Regions from separate parts of the Danio rerio genome. Here region 2 is linked to region 1. A link is a contact called in public Micro-C data. All regions are on one chromosome and are shown on one strand. The core of a region is the stretch at or near the end of the contact, and the rest is flanking DNA. Distances in the headings are between cores, read along the strand shown.

The links. A called contact is a pair of places that touch in the nucleus more often than the background predicts.
Region 2: a contact with region 1 is called in a Micro-C map of caudal fin, with 5 times the contacts expected there. The contact joins the promoter of ist1 here to the promoter of spg7 in region 1. A contact is called at or near these places in 5 of 18 Hi-C or Micro-C datasets (caudal fin, embryo and an unstated tissue) and 1 of 4 datasets of contacts at active chromatin or transcription factors (caudal fin).

What each region holds. Positions count from the first base shown.
Region 1 is chr7:57,177,053-57,183,127 of GRCz12tu, forward strand. spg7 (SPG7 matrix AAA peptidase subunit, paraplegin) reads right to left here and starts at 3,090. Exons shown (of 17, transcript XM_001923083.8): 1 at 2,541-3,090. The coding sequence starts at 2,705.
Region 2 is chr7:57,450,107-57,456,637 of GRCz12tu, forward strand. It overlaps ist1 (IST1 factor associated with ESCRT-III), which reads left to right and starts at 4,807. Exons shown (of 10, transcript NM_212585.2): 1 at 4,807-4,911; 2 at 5,729-5,825; 3 at 5,910-6,090. The coding sequence starts at 5,738. It overlaps slc22a31 (solute carrier family 22 member 31), which reads left to right. Exons shown (of 9, transcript XM_694062.10): 9 at 1-1,011.

The DNA.
Region 1 (6,075 bases), core at 1,840-4,339:
TCATTGCTAATTCTCTAGTGAAATCACATTAGCAGCCAATGGGCAGCCACATTCTAAAATGCTTAATGTAAAAAAAAAAGCCTAACGTGGCTTAATGCAGCTAAACATCAACCAGAGAACACCTAAATTTCTGTCAAACTTTACTTGTAATTAACCCTAACTATTGTAAAAAGAACAAGTCACAATTCCATAGATAAAGTCAAAAACATCACAATAATCATTTTCTCCCCCTTTAAAGTCTGTTATAAGAAAAAAAATGTGGCTTAATGAGGCTTAACAACAAGTGGAAAAATCAAATTTCTATCAAAATTTACTTTTGATTAATCCTAACCACTAGCAAAAGTATGAGCCCAATTTCCACAGCTAAAGTGAACAATATTGTGCCAAGTGTTTCCCCCTATGTTGTTGTGGGGATGTCAATGACATGCACACGCACATTCTTCTGACAGCTAGAGTTAATCAAGGCCTATCAGAAATAAAATTTGATTTTATAGACAGCCTTTTTAACATTTGGTTTCCCTCGGTTGTTGTTGACAGAAATTCAGGTTTCTCTGATTAGTGTTAAGGTACGTTAAGCCATGTTAAGACTTCTATATGGAGAATGCCTAAAGTGATATTGTTCACTTGATACACTAAAATAAGAGGCTTGTTCTTCTAACAGCAGAAAGTGTTTATGAGTATATTTTTATAGATATTTGATCATCTCCAGATGTTAAATTAAACAATATTAAGCTCTTATAAAGGACTTAAATGGGGACATTGTTCACTCTATCCACGGAATCAGGCCTTGATAGTAGTCAGCGTTAATCACAAGTAAAAATTTTATAGATTTTCGGTTTGCTTCACTTGTTGAGGTACATGTTAAGCTTTTTTTCATTTTAAAATAGACTTAAAATGCATAACGTGACATTTTCAGTCACTAAAATTAGACCTCATTCTTTTGACAACAGAAAGTGTTTGTCAAGAGTAAAATTTTTTAGAAATCTGGTTTTCTCAGCTTGTTGTTAACATACATTAAGCCATGTTAACCATATACTAAACTTCAATGGGGAGAAAATGTTTATTGTGATAAAGAATGAGACAATAACCATTTTTGAGATATATAGCGGTTTGTCAAGGTTTCAAAAAAGTCAAAATTTTCTGTTATACCCGTTCCTAAGGTATGAGTAAGATTTATTAACTTTTATTTAGTTTTTTAGGACAACAGTATTTCCAGCAGAAAAGATCTTCAGGTCTCTCAAGATCAAATAAACAATCATCTTTGCAATCTTATCTAAAAAGTAAAATTAATGTAAAGTTTGAACATTGCCAAATAACAGGACTGTCAAAATACAAAATAAAATTAGATAAAAATAAACAACAACAATATAATAATTTAACAATATAATAAGATGCAATGTTTAAACTCTACAGTGATTTTATTTTAGATAAGGTTGCAAAAATGTATTTTTTATTTGAAGTACAGTTTCATTTATGTATCTTTAAATAAATAGAAATTAATAATGTCGTTAATGTCATTTTTCCTGTTTAGAATTTAACTGAGCCTTGAATTGTTATTTATAAGGGATTTATAAACCATAAATAGTCCTCACTTTAGATTAGGTCACAATACTGCATGAAGTTGAGTTAATAAAGTATTTATTAACATACATAGTAACCATTAATACATGTCTGAATAATAAGAATTATAAATGTTAATTTGAATAGTTTATTAATCATTTAATAACTCATTCTGAATTATATTAAAAACCTCCAATTACTCTTAAACACAAATGGTTTGTAAATGATACAATACTTAATTTAGTAATGAAAAATAAATCATGTAAGCCAAGAATAGAGTATTTGTGGCTGCAGTTATAAATTGCTTACTAACGTTTATTAATGTAGAGTTGATGCTTAACAGATGATGCATTCACTAGATTCTAATGCTTAATAAATGATTTATAGTGTGTAGTAGTTTTTATAAAGTGTTACCAATATTTTATATGTTGATTTTAATGTTTCTTAAAATAAAATATATTGTGTTCAAAAAGGGGGAAAAGTTTTTGTTTTTACCTAGACATTTAAATAAATATATTTTTTAGAAAAGCAAACACAATAATGTGAAACTATGATATTTTTATCCAAGGTTATCATGTACCGTCAGAATCTTATACAGGCCCATGCCCAATTGTGATGTTTTTTACTTTATCTATGGATTTGGGACTTGTTGTTTTTACAGAAGCTAGGGTTAATTACAAGTAAAGTTTGACAGAAATTTGGGTTCTTTTAGTTGATGTTTAGGTACATTAAACCACATAAAGTTTTTTTTTTTTTCTCACTTTAAGCATTTTAGAACGTCCCCAGCCAATGACTATCAACGTAACCATTGTTTAGTCTAATAAATAGTAATAATAATGTTTTGAAATCTTATTTACGACTGATTTCATACCGAATATTGAAAGTAAGTTATCATAGTGAATTATCTAACCAACTTTACCTCAATGACAAGCCAGGCCTCTTTGCTGTAAATTAGTTAACAAAATATTTAAATGACCAACCTGAAAGTGTCCTGAGTTTAGCCCTCGTGTCTTTGGAATCACTAAAGGCGTCACATTGCTCTTTATTAGCTTTCTACTGTTCTGAAAACAGCTAAAACGAGACGACAGCGACCAAAACCGTTTGCTATAACATGTGTTTCCACGCTGCAGAAGTAGCGCTGCCATGTTAAAAACCGATGTATCGATTCGCTTGGGTCTAAGACATGCTATGCAAGAATAAAGACCACTCTTAAACCTGACCTCTTTCAGGCGCTGCTTTCACAGAGCTGTCATAGTGGTTATGTAGCAGGTCTTATCAAACGCAGACAAATTTAAGGTTAGCGATTAATAACATGCACGTCTTCTGTTTGGATATACCCGATTAAATCAAACGTTGAAATAAACCGAAACTTCCTTACATTATACAGTTAGAGGGACATTACACGTCTATAGTGACTACTAAAACCGTGAACTCTTATGTTGTTTACCGCATAGGCTTGAGAAACATGTCTGCTGAACTTTCACCTTTAGAATCAGCCAATCGCGGATGAAAACAGCTCTTGCGCTGGCTAATGGGAAATGCAGTTCTGCTTGAAATTTTATAACCAAAAAACTACAAATAATTCAAACTGGGCATGCGCAAAGATTTTATTTTATTTTTTTTATTAGTTTCAAAAACAGTTAACAATAGATTGCAGAAACTTTGAACATGAGAAAAAAATACGGAGATGGTGTTACAATCTGCATAATACATTTTAAAGAAGAGAGAAAGAAAAACAATAAACATAAATGAAAGAAAGAAAGAAAGAAAGAAAGAAAGAAAGAAAGAAAGAAAGAAAGAAAGAAAGAAAGAAAGAAAGAAAGAAAGAAAGAAAACTATATAAGGTTATACACTAAAAGCGATTTTTGAATTTTAAAATATTTTATAGCATTTTATGCCCATTAAAGACAAAATATATGACTTATAGTCAATTAAAAATAGCCAGAATTGGAGTATTTTCCAAAAATACTTTTAAATAAAAAAATTACTCATTTTAATAAAAAGATTAACAACGTACTAAATGTAAGATTTAGAGTTGTAATAAAAAAAAATATGTCAAAAGTATTTAAACAAATTTCTAAATTTGTCCTTTCTGAGAGATAGATATATCCTAGTTTAGGTATCTTTGCTCTAGATTATGGAAAGTGATTCATGCTGATTTCAATTAAATGTTGAGCATCTGTATTTATTTATGATTTTAAGAAGTCTAAAGCAAATTTTAAAAGTGGGGTATTTGTTGAATTTTATTTTTCGTTTAGACAAAGATGTTTATTTACTTACGCAGAAGATTTATTTCTGTAAACTGCAACACCCAAAACATTAAGGTAACACAACCCATTTAGGAAACAAATTGCAACAAACCATTTACGTTCAAAAACTAATAATAATAATTACTGTGAACTTAATCCATTTGTGTAAATAGATCAATTTGAGCACAGTAAAATCTGATAAAGGGAACTCAAACCAACTGAGTGCTGTAAAACATAAGTTTAGAGAACTCAAACCGTTTAAAAAATAATATGCGAGTACTGTGAACTTACTCCATTTAAATTGAAGTAATGAGGTATTTAATTAACTTATAACATTTAACACAAATTCAAAACTCTTTTCAAGTGAGTAGAATTAACTTTCAGTCAATTTTGAATTAACTACACTCATTTCATTTGATAAAGTTGACTGTTGAGTTTTACAGTATGTGTGTAACATTGTGGCTGTCTTTTAACAAGAATTATATGTGATTTTTCTTTTTCTATGAAAAATGCATTAGAGTTTGAAATTATTTGTTTTTCAGTAGAACACTGTAAAGTAAAATAAACAAACAAATAATTATAATATTTACCAAATCACCTAACAAAAAATAATTACAATACTTTTAATGTACAACAATCTGCATTAAAGTTCTCAAAAAAAAAACAATCTTATTATCTTATTATGAAAAATGTTTCATGCTTTTAAAACTTTTTTTGTGTTGTTAAATGAACTTGATGGGCTACTTCTACAAATCAAATCAAATCACTTTTATAGTCACATCAGCAGCAGCACATGTGCTATGATGAGTGGAAAGCTTAGGTGCTGGCTCCAGACAGTGCAAAATACAGACAGTGCAAATACAACGACAGTGCAAAATACAGACAGTGCAAATACAACGACAGTGCAAATACAACGACAGTGCAAAATACAGACAGTGCAAATACAACGACAGTGCAAAATACAGACAGTGCAAATACAACGACAGTGCAAAATACAGACAGTGCAAATACAACGACAGTGCAAAATACAGACAGTGCAAATACAACAACAGTACAAATACAACGACAGTGCAAAATACACAGTGCAAAAAAAATGACAGTGCAAAATACAGACAGTGCAAATAAAATGGCAGTGCAAAATACAGACAGTGCAACATACAGACAGTGCAACATACAGACAGTACAAATACAACGATTATGCAAAATACAACAGCATACTCCCAAAAAAAAACAGGACAATGTAAAATTGTCAGCGATATGTACAATGAATAGTTGTCCACATAGTGGTAGGCAGTATTGTTTCTAGTATGGATTGGTTAAAGTGCAGTGCATGCTGCACTTTGACCAATCCAAGAGATATTAATTTTGTGTTCTAAATGTAGGCATGACACAAGGTTTATTTCTCATTTACTGAATGCTGGATGAAGCTGTGTTATTTAAATCAGCAGGAAAGACAGAAGAAGAAAAAAACACTTGTTAAATTGCTGTTTTTTATATTTATTAATAAAACTGAGAGTGAGTTTATAAAACCATGAATGATTTCTAAGTGATTTGTTGCAGTTGAAAAGCATTGGTTATGATAGTTTTTAGATGTTTTTTTTAACCTTAAAACACTTTTTAACATTTATTATTATATAAAATTATTCTTTGTATTGACACTTAATTATTCATTCATTCATTTTCATTTAGCTTAGTTCCTTTATTCATCAGGGGTTGCCCCAGCGAAATGAACCGCCAACTCATCCAGCATAAGTTTTGCACAGCAAATGCCCTTCCAACTGCAACCCAGTACTGGGAAACATCCATACACACTCGTTTACACACAAACTCATACACTACGGCCAATTTAGCTTATTCAATTCACCAATAGCACGTCTTTGGACTGTGGTGGAAACCGGTGTCCTGACATTCACCCATCAGATTATGCTATACCAACACTGTATTTGAATGGTTCTGAGGTTGGGGTTAGGGATTAGTGCGGTAGTACAGCTTCATATTACACTACTCCACATTAAAATTTACACTGGTAGCAAAATCTGATGGGTAGAATATTGCATCATCAAAATAACTTTTTGAATGGGAGGTACGGCAATCTGATATAGGAAAAATCACCAGAATACCAGAGCACATAGAGGAAACACAAATAAATATATGTAGATAGATATAATATAATAATATAATATATTGAATATTAATGTGATATATTGAATAATATGATGTATTGTTGATATTTTATTTAATTATATATAAATATCTTTTTTTTTTT
Region 2 (6,531 bases), core at 3,557-6,056, 270 kb after region 1:
GCTGGAGCACTTTTAGCTTAGCTTGTTGAAACGGATAATTTAATTGAAACGGATTAAACCTTTAACATCTTGCTCGAGTTTTGATCATTTTCCTATTTAAAGCTTGACTAGTCTGTAGTTACATTGTGTGATAAGACTGAGAGAAAATGAGAAGTTTCTATTTTATTTGCTGGTATGGCTGGGAACTATACTATTATTCTGGTGTAATAATCAAGGAACTACATCGCCACACCATGGCTGCAGCAGACACATTGATATTACAGTGTCTGAAAGTAGTCCTCTACTAGATATAGTATTATTATTGCCCCTGCTGCAGCCATGGTACAGTTTCTTGATTATCATGCCAGAATGAGGGCATAGTTCCTTGCCATATTAACCTAGAAAACAGCTACTTTTTTCTGTCAGTCTTAGTACATGATGTAACTACAGAATAATCAAACTTTAAATAAGAAAATCATCAAAACTCGTATTTTTTTGTGAGATGCTAACGATGCTAAATCAATGATTTATGCTAAGCTAAGCTAAAACTGCTCCCTCTAGAGCCGGAGATCAGCTGAAAGGATTTAAATAAGGTAAAACTCAACTGTTTAACTCTAAAAGAGCTGTAAAATGAGCATATTTGCAAAAGAAAGTGGTGTACTCCTTTAACCCCACGGACTGGTGATTCACTGAAGGATGCTGAACGTCCATTTGCTATCAGAGATTTATTTCCTCAGAATGGTATGAGCAGCATTTGATGACGTCAGAATCGACAGGGAAACTCGACTCTTTATAATGTTGGAATGTGAACGTACTTCTCTTTCTCTGGAATGGTCCATCATCTCATTTGCTCCTTGTGTGGAGTTTTGTCTCAGCACATTCCTGTCTTTCTACTGTTTCATATCAATGTCAAGTTGTTGTTTTTTTTCCCTCCATGTGTCAAGAACCAAAGCTGGCAAAGCAAGGGAACTGTTTTGTCTGTCTCATTTGTTACATCTTTGAAATGGAAATAAATTGTTTACTGTTTACCAAGCTAATGTAGTTCTTGTTTTAATTCTGGGGTCGCCACAGCAGAATTAATCGCCAACTTATCCAGCATACATTTTACATAGTGGATGTCCTTCCAGCTGCAACCCAACACTGGGAACACTCATTTACACACAAACACTAGGGAAAAATTGGTTCATCCAATTCACCTGTAAAGCATGTGTTTGGACTGTTGGGGAAACCAAAGCACCGGGAGGAAACCCACGCTAACACAGGGAGAACATGCACACAGAAATGCCAACTGACCCAACCAGGACTCAAATAGTCAACTTTGCTGTAAGGCAACAGTGCTAACCACTGAGCCACCATAATGTCCGTATCCTACATCATAGATATTTAAAGTTATGTGCGTAGAAAGCATATTGAGGTACATTACAGTTAAATAGTATTTTGGGATTTCACTGTGATCTTTAATATGCCATTAAATGATTCTTGTGTACATATATGACAATTTTTGTGGGTGTTTTATCTAGACCAGTGGTTCTCAAAGTGGGGGTCGCCTGGTGGTTTCCAAAAATCATTTTATTTTTATTAAACCATAAGAATTACCATGTTTTATCTGTAACCTACTGAAAAGAAAAGAAAATAGTCGTTTATAGTTACTAAATACTATATAGTTACTATAGTAGCTTATACAACAGTTCTGTCTGGTTCTCAAATCTGATTGGCTGATAGCTGTGATGTAAGTAATATCAGCACCCGCACAGTCTCTTTACCGTTTTTGTACTACGCCCACATACAGCCAGCAAAAAGCAGACACTACAGATCTAAAGTTTAAAAGATGCTTGCTTAACTGTTTAACTTGCAGCTTGTGATTTGAATCCAACGCGAAAGAAAGTAGTTCCTCATACAAAAGGGTTTTTCAGATTCTCTATGTTTGATTTTGTTTTTATATACACAGTTATGCCGTCAAATTGTTACATAAACGCAATATCACACGAGTAGCAGTGCGATATGGCTGTATATTGACACTGGTGGGGGCACACCTCCCACCAGTGCCGATATACAGCCATATCGCACTGCTACTCGTGTGATATTGCTTATTTATAGTCAATAGTTCTATTGGATTGTGACCCCTGGGGGTATTACATATATTAAAGACACAGCAATAACGTCAAATGCAGGAGCTTGATTTTATAACACCAGGTTAAACTTTCTGGCACATTTACAGCACTGACATACATTTAAAAAAATTAAGTGAAGAATAGACTTGGGTGTATTGGTGTGTGTTCGCCATTGCATGCAAGTCTTTTGCAAACTCAGAGGATATTGGGGGTCGCAAGTCACTGGCATTGTTATTTTGGGGGTCGCGGACTGAAAAGTTTGGAAACCCCTAATCTTGACCAGGGGTGTCCAAACTCAGTCCTGAAAGGCCGGTGTCCAGGGCCTGGTTTTTTAAAAGTAATCCACTAGGGTTTTAGATAACGGATTGGATCAAATCTTGAAAATGTTTTTTTTTTTTTCAAAAAACGATAACATAATTGGATTAGATCACGTAATTCAATCTTCGTTTTGATCCAGATAAACCTTTAGATTGGGTTTTTCTGACCTTTTTTGTAGGATTTGGATCACTTAGAAGGGTGGACTTGATGGCTAAAATGTAATGAAAACTTTAGAAATGTATCAAATAATACTATATATGGATCATGCAGTATCTTAGATCTCCAATGAATTCATAAGGTTTTAATTGTATTTGTTCATCTGTCAGGCTACGAACAAGGCAAAGAATGGCAATCGCTGATTTTTTAAATTACTTTCAACAAGACTGAAAGGCAGAAGCACAGCTTCGTCTGGATGAGGAACAACTGACTCTGAAAACTGCAGCAAACCAAGGCCAGACTTGAGATTCGCCTCCTAAAGGCTACGCTCAGTCAAGCTGGTCTCCACATTAGTTGAGAAAGTCTGAAATTATTGTGGAGTTTTTGAAATTAACCAAGTCTTTTTTTAAATTCAATACATCTATATTTGAAATTTGTTATAAATATCTTCAATGTACAGTGTTTGTGTTGTAGATCTCAGATTAGCGACTGTTAGAAGAGGTTGGGGTGGGATTTTTCTTGTTATTTATTTATTTTTTAATGTGTATTTTATTTCAAATAAAGATAAAGTTATATTGAGCCCACACTTTCTATTCTACATGTTGCTCTTTACATATCTAAAGTTCTACATTCTGATTTCCTATCCTGTTTGAGCACTGGTTATCCAGATTTAGTGATCCTGAAAAGTTCCTGTCTGGATCAGATTGGTCCAATTCAATGTTGCTTTGAAAAACTGTCTAGAAGGGAAATGGATTACATGATCACAGACTGCAATAAAAGGTTTACTAAATCTGGATCAATATTATCCAGGTTAAACCTTTTGAAAAACAGGGCCCTGCAGATTTTTGCTCCAACTAGCCTCTACACACCTGCAAGGATGTTTCCAGAAAGCCTAGTGAGAGTTTGATTAGCTAGTGCTAGTGTGTCTGATTGGGTTGGATCTAAACTTCGCAGGACACCGGCCCTTCAGGACCGAGTTTGGGCACCCCTGATCTAGACCATCATGGTTTGTTTTGTTTTTTAAAGCCAAATGTTGTCAGGTAAAATGCTGCTAAATTGTATAACATACTCTATACTGCTCAGTGAGCGCCATCTTTCGAATGAGACGTTAAACCAAGGTCCTGACTCTCTGTGGTCATTAAAAATCCAAGGATGTCCTTCAAAAAAAGAGTAGGGGTTTAACACCGGCATCCTGGCCAAATCTGCCCACTGGCCTCTGTCCTGTCTCTTATGGCCTCTTAACCTTCCCATACCATAATTGGCTGTATCACTCTATCTCCTCTCCACCAATCAGTTGATGGGCGATCTGGTGCAATATGGCTGCCGTTGCATCATCCAGGTGGATGCTGCACACTGGTAGTGGATGAGGAGATTCCAAATTGTGTGAAGCATTTTGAGTGTCAAGAAAAGTGCTATTTAAATATAAGGAATTGTTATTATTATATTGTGTGTCAAACATTTAGAACAAAAACAATGTAAAAAGTCATGTTTCCCAGGCTCCAGGTGCTAAGATTAACTCTCAATCACTGCAACAGAGAACTATAGAGAATTGATGGAAAGATATGGCGAGGCCTCTGAAAACATTTTATATAAATAGAATGACTCTCATAACCACTTTAAATGTCTTTAAATTGTGGTGTAATTCATTATTTCTGGCATTAATACTTCATAGTGTTTTTTTATTACTTTGGTGTGTGTGGTTATCTTGAAACAGCAGTGTGTATTATGGGTTTATGCGCTCTAGCGGTTAATACATAAAATTGCATCTGCATGCTTCTTGCGGAGGAACATTGTTGCCGGAGCTACTTCTTCTCTGTTTATGGATATATAACGACTCACGCAGGTACTGTGCTACTCCACAGCATGGCTCAATAAAATAGTCTCGATACAAACAATCATGATGACGTGCTCGATATAAAACAAGACCTGAAGTAAAATCATGACAATTTATGTCTACAGAAATATACATATAAGCTATTTTTTATCTATTAAGTTTACGTTACGTCACTAACTTATTTTTTATAATGTAAAGTGTTCTGTTTTAGTACAACAGTCTTAGCCTTTATTCTGACGAAAGAAAAACTTGCTTATTTTTGGAGTAGTGACTGGTGGAGGTGTTTTTCGTTCACCTGATCGTCTACCTAAATATCATAAACATCACGTCACCGAAGACATGTGATTTGCCCACCCGAGTGACGGGGGTTTCCCTTCATTCACCGGCAATCATGTGACGTGGAGCGTCATGAATGAAGTCACATCCAACACGGAAGTGAATGCTAAGTGAGAAGTCGCCCAACCAACCTGATCGAAACCGACCGTTCGCCAACGTCTGAGGAGGAATTCACATGTAAATATCACGTTTCTTGTGCGTTTTGTACAGCTAGGCATTCACGAACTTTTTATGAATGCTTGTTGTTTGTGGTTTTTGTTTACTTCCGAGAATTAGCTCCTCTAAGTTAGCCGCTAGTCCAAGTCTCTTCCTGGTTTGAACAATCAGAAAACTCCAAAACGGGTTTTATTATTATAAAATTAAGAGTCCAGTATAGATTATTCAATTTAAAAACATCTAAACAATATTTTAATTGGTGTTTGTCAGCTACTGTAACGTTAGCTCTCGGTTGTGTTTTGTTTTGTCAAACAGTCAGCATCAGTCAACAAGATGATCGAATGTACAAATATTTCTGAAGAAATACTAGTGAAACCGATGAAAAAGTATATCCATATATATTTTTGTAGTATCCATATATCCATATATATCCATATATTTTGTGTAGTAATCTTAGATGGTAGAATTTAGTAGTACTGTATGTAAATATCGTGGAATATGAGTCATTCAGTACAGAACCAGTGTATTTGGATCAGATATTATTGTACTGCTACTGCTTTTTGCTGTTGGCGACATTATAGACTACTTTTATAATTCATACCGTTTTTATATTACCCTCTTCGTTGGGTGTAGCTATAATGAATCAGGTGTCTCATAATAGTGTTCTATTGATGTAGCAGTGACGTCACTCACCAAGCAGGTGGCGTATCTCCAACACAAATCTCCAACATCAATAAATATCCAGTGTTATTAATAAATATACCTATATGACCTATATTCAGTTGGATGTTTTTGTTTTATCTGATAAAGATATCAGGCTTTTGTTATTCATAAACAGAGCTCCATCATGCTCGGTGGAGGGTTCAAATCCGAGAGACTTCGTGTCAATCTCAGGCTGGTCATAAACCGCCTTAAACTTCTGGAGAAGAAGAAAAGTAAGTTTGGGTTGTCCACCACATAGTTAAAAACGTAAAAGCTTTCAAAAGTGAGCTAATTGAAGGAATTTGATCTGATTTTAGCCGAGTTGGCCCAGAAGGCTCGCAAGGAAATTGCAGACTACTTGTCAGCAGGCAAAGATGAGCGTGCGAGGATCCGAGTCGAGCACATCATCAGAGAGGATTATTTGGTCGAGGCCATGGAAATCCTTGAGTTATACTGTGATCTGCTGCTCACCCGCTTTGGCCTAATTCAGTCAATGAAGTGAGTAACACTATTAATTTTATTCATTTTGGTGATGCACAATAGTTTGGTTACTATATTGGTATTAGCTAATCAATTCTTTATTTTAAAGTTGTCGCTACTCACCCAAAAATATATAATCAGCAGATATATTATTGATTATTTATAGAATTTAGATGGATTTTGCTGGCATTGAGAGTTTTAATTGTTGCCTTCGACATGATGCTGCACAGCAGACATGCACCTTAAAGTAGATGAATTTATAATGCAAGAAACGTGGGATTTATTTTTTCACCTTGGAGAAAGAGGATTTCAGAATTGTCATTTCTGAATGATTTTGGATAAAAAAAAGTTTTTAATGTTTGTTGGCAGTTGATTTGTTATAGGAACACTCCACTTTTACAAGTCTAGAGTTTCTGAATCTATTCAGCCTATCACCAGGTCACCAGATAAGACCATTAG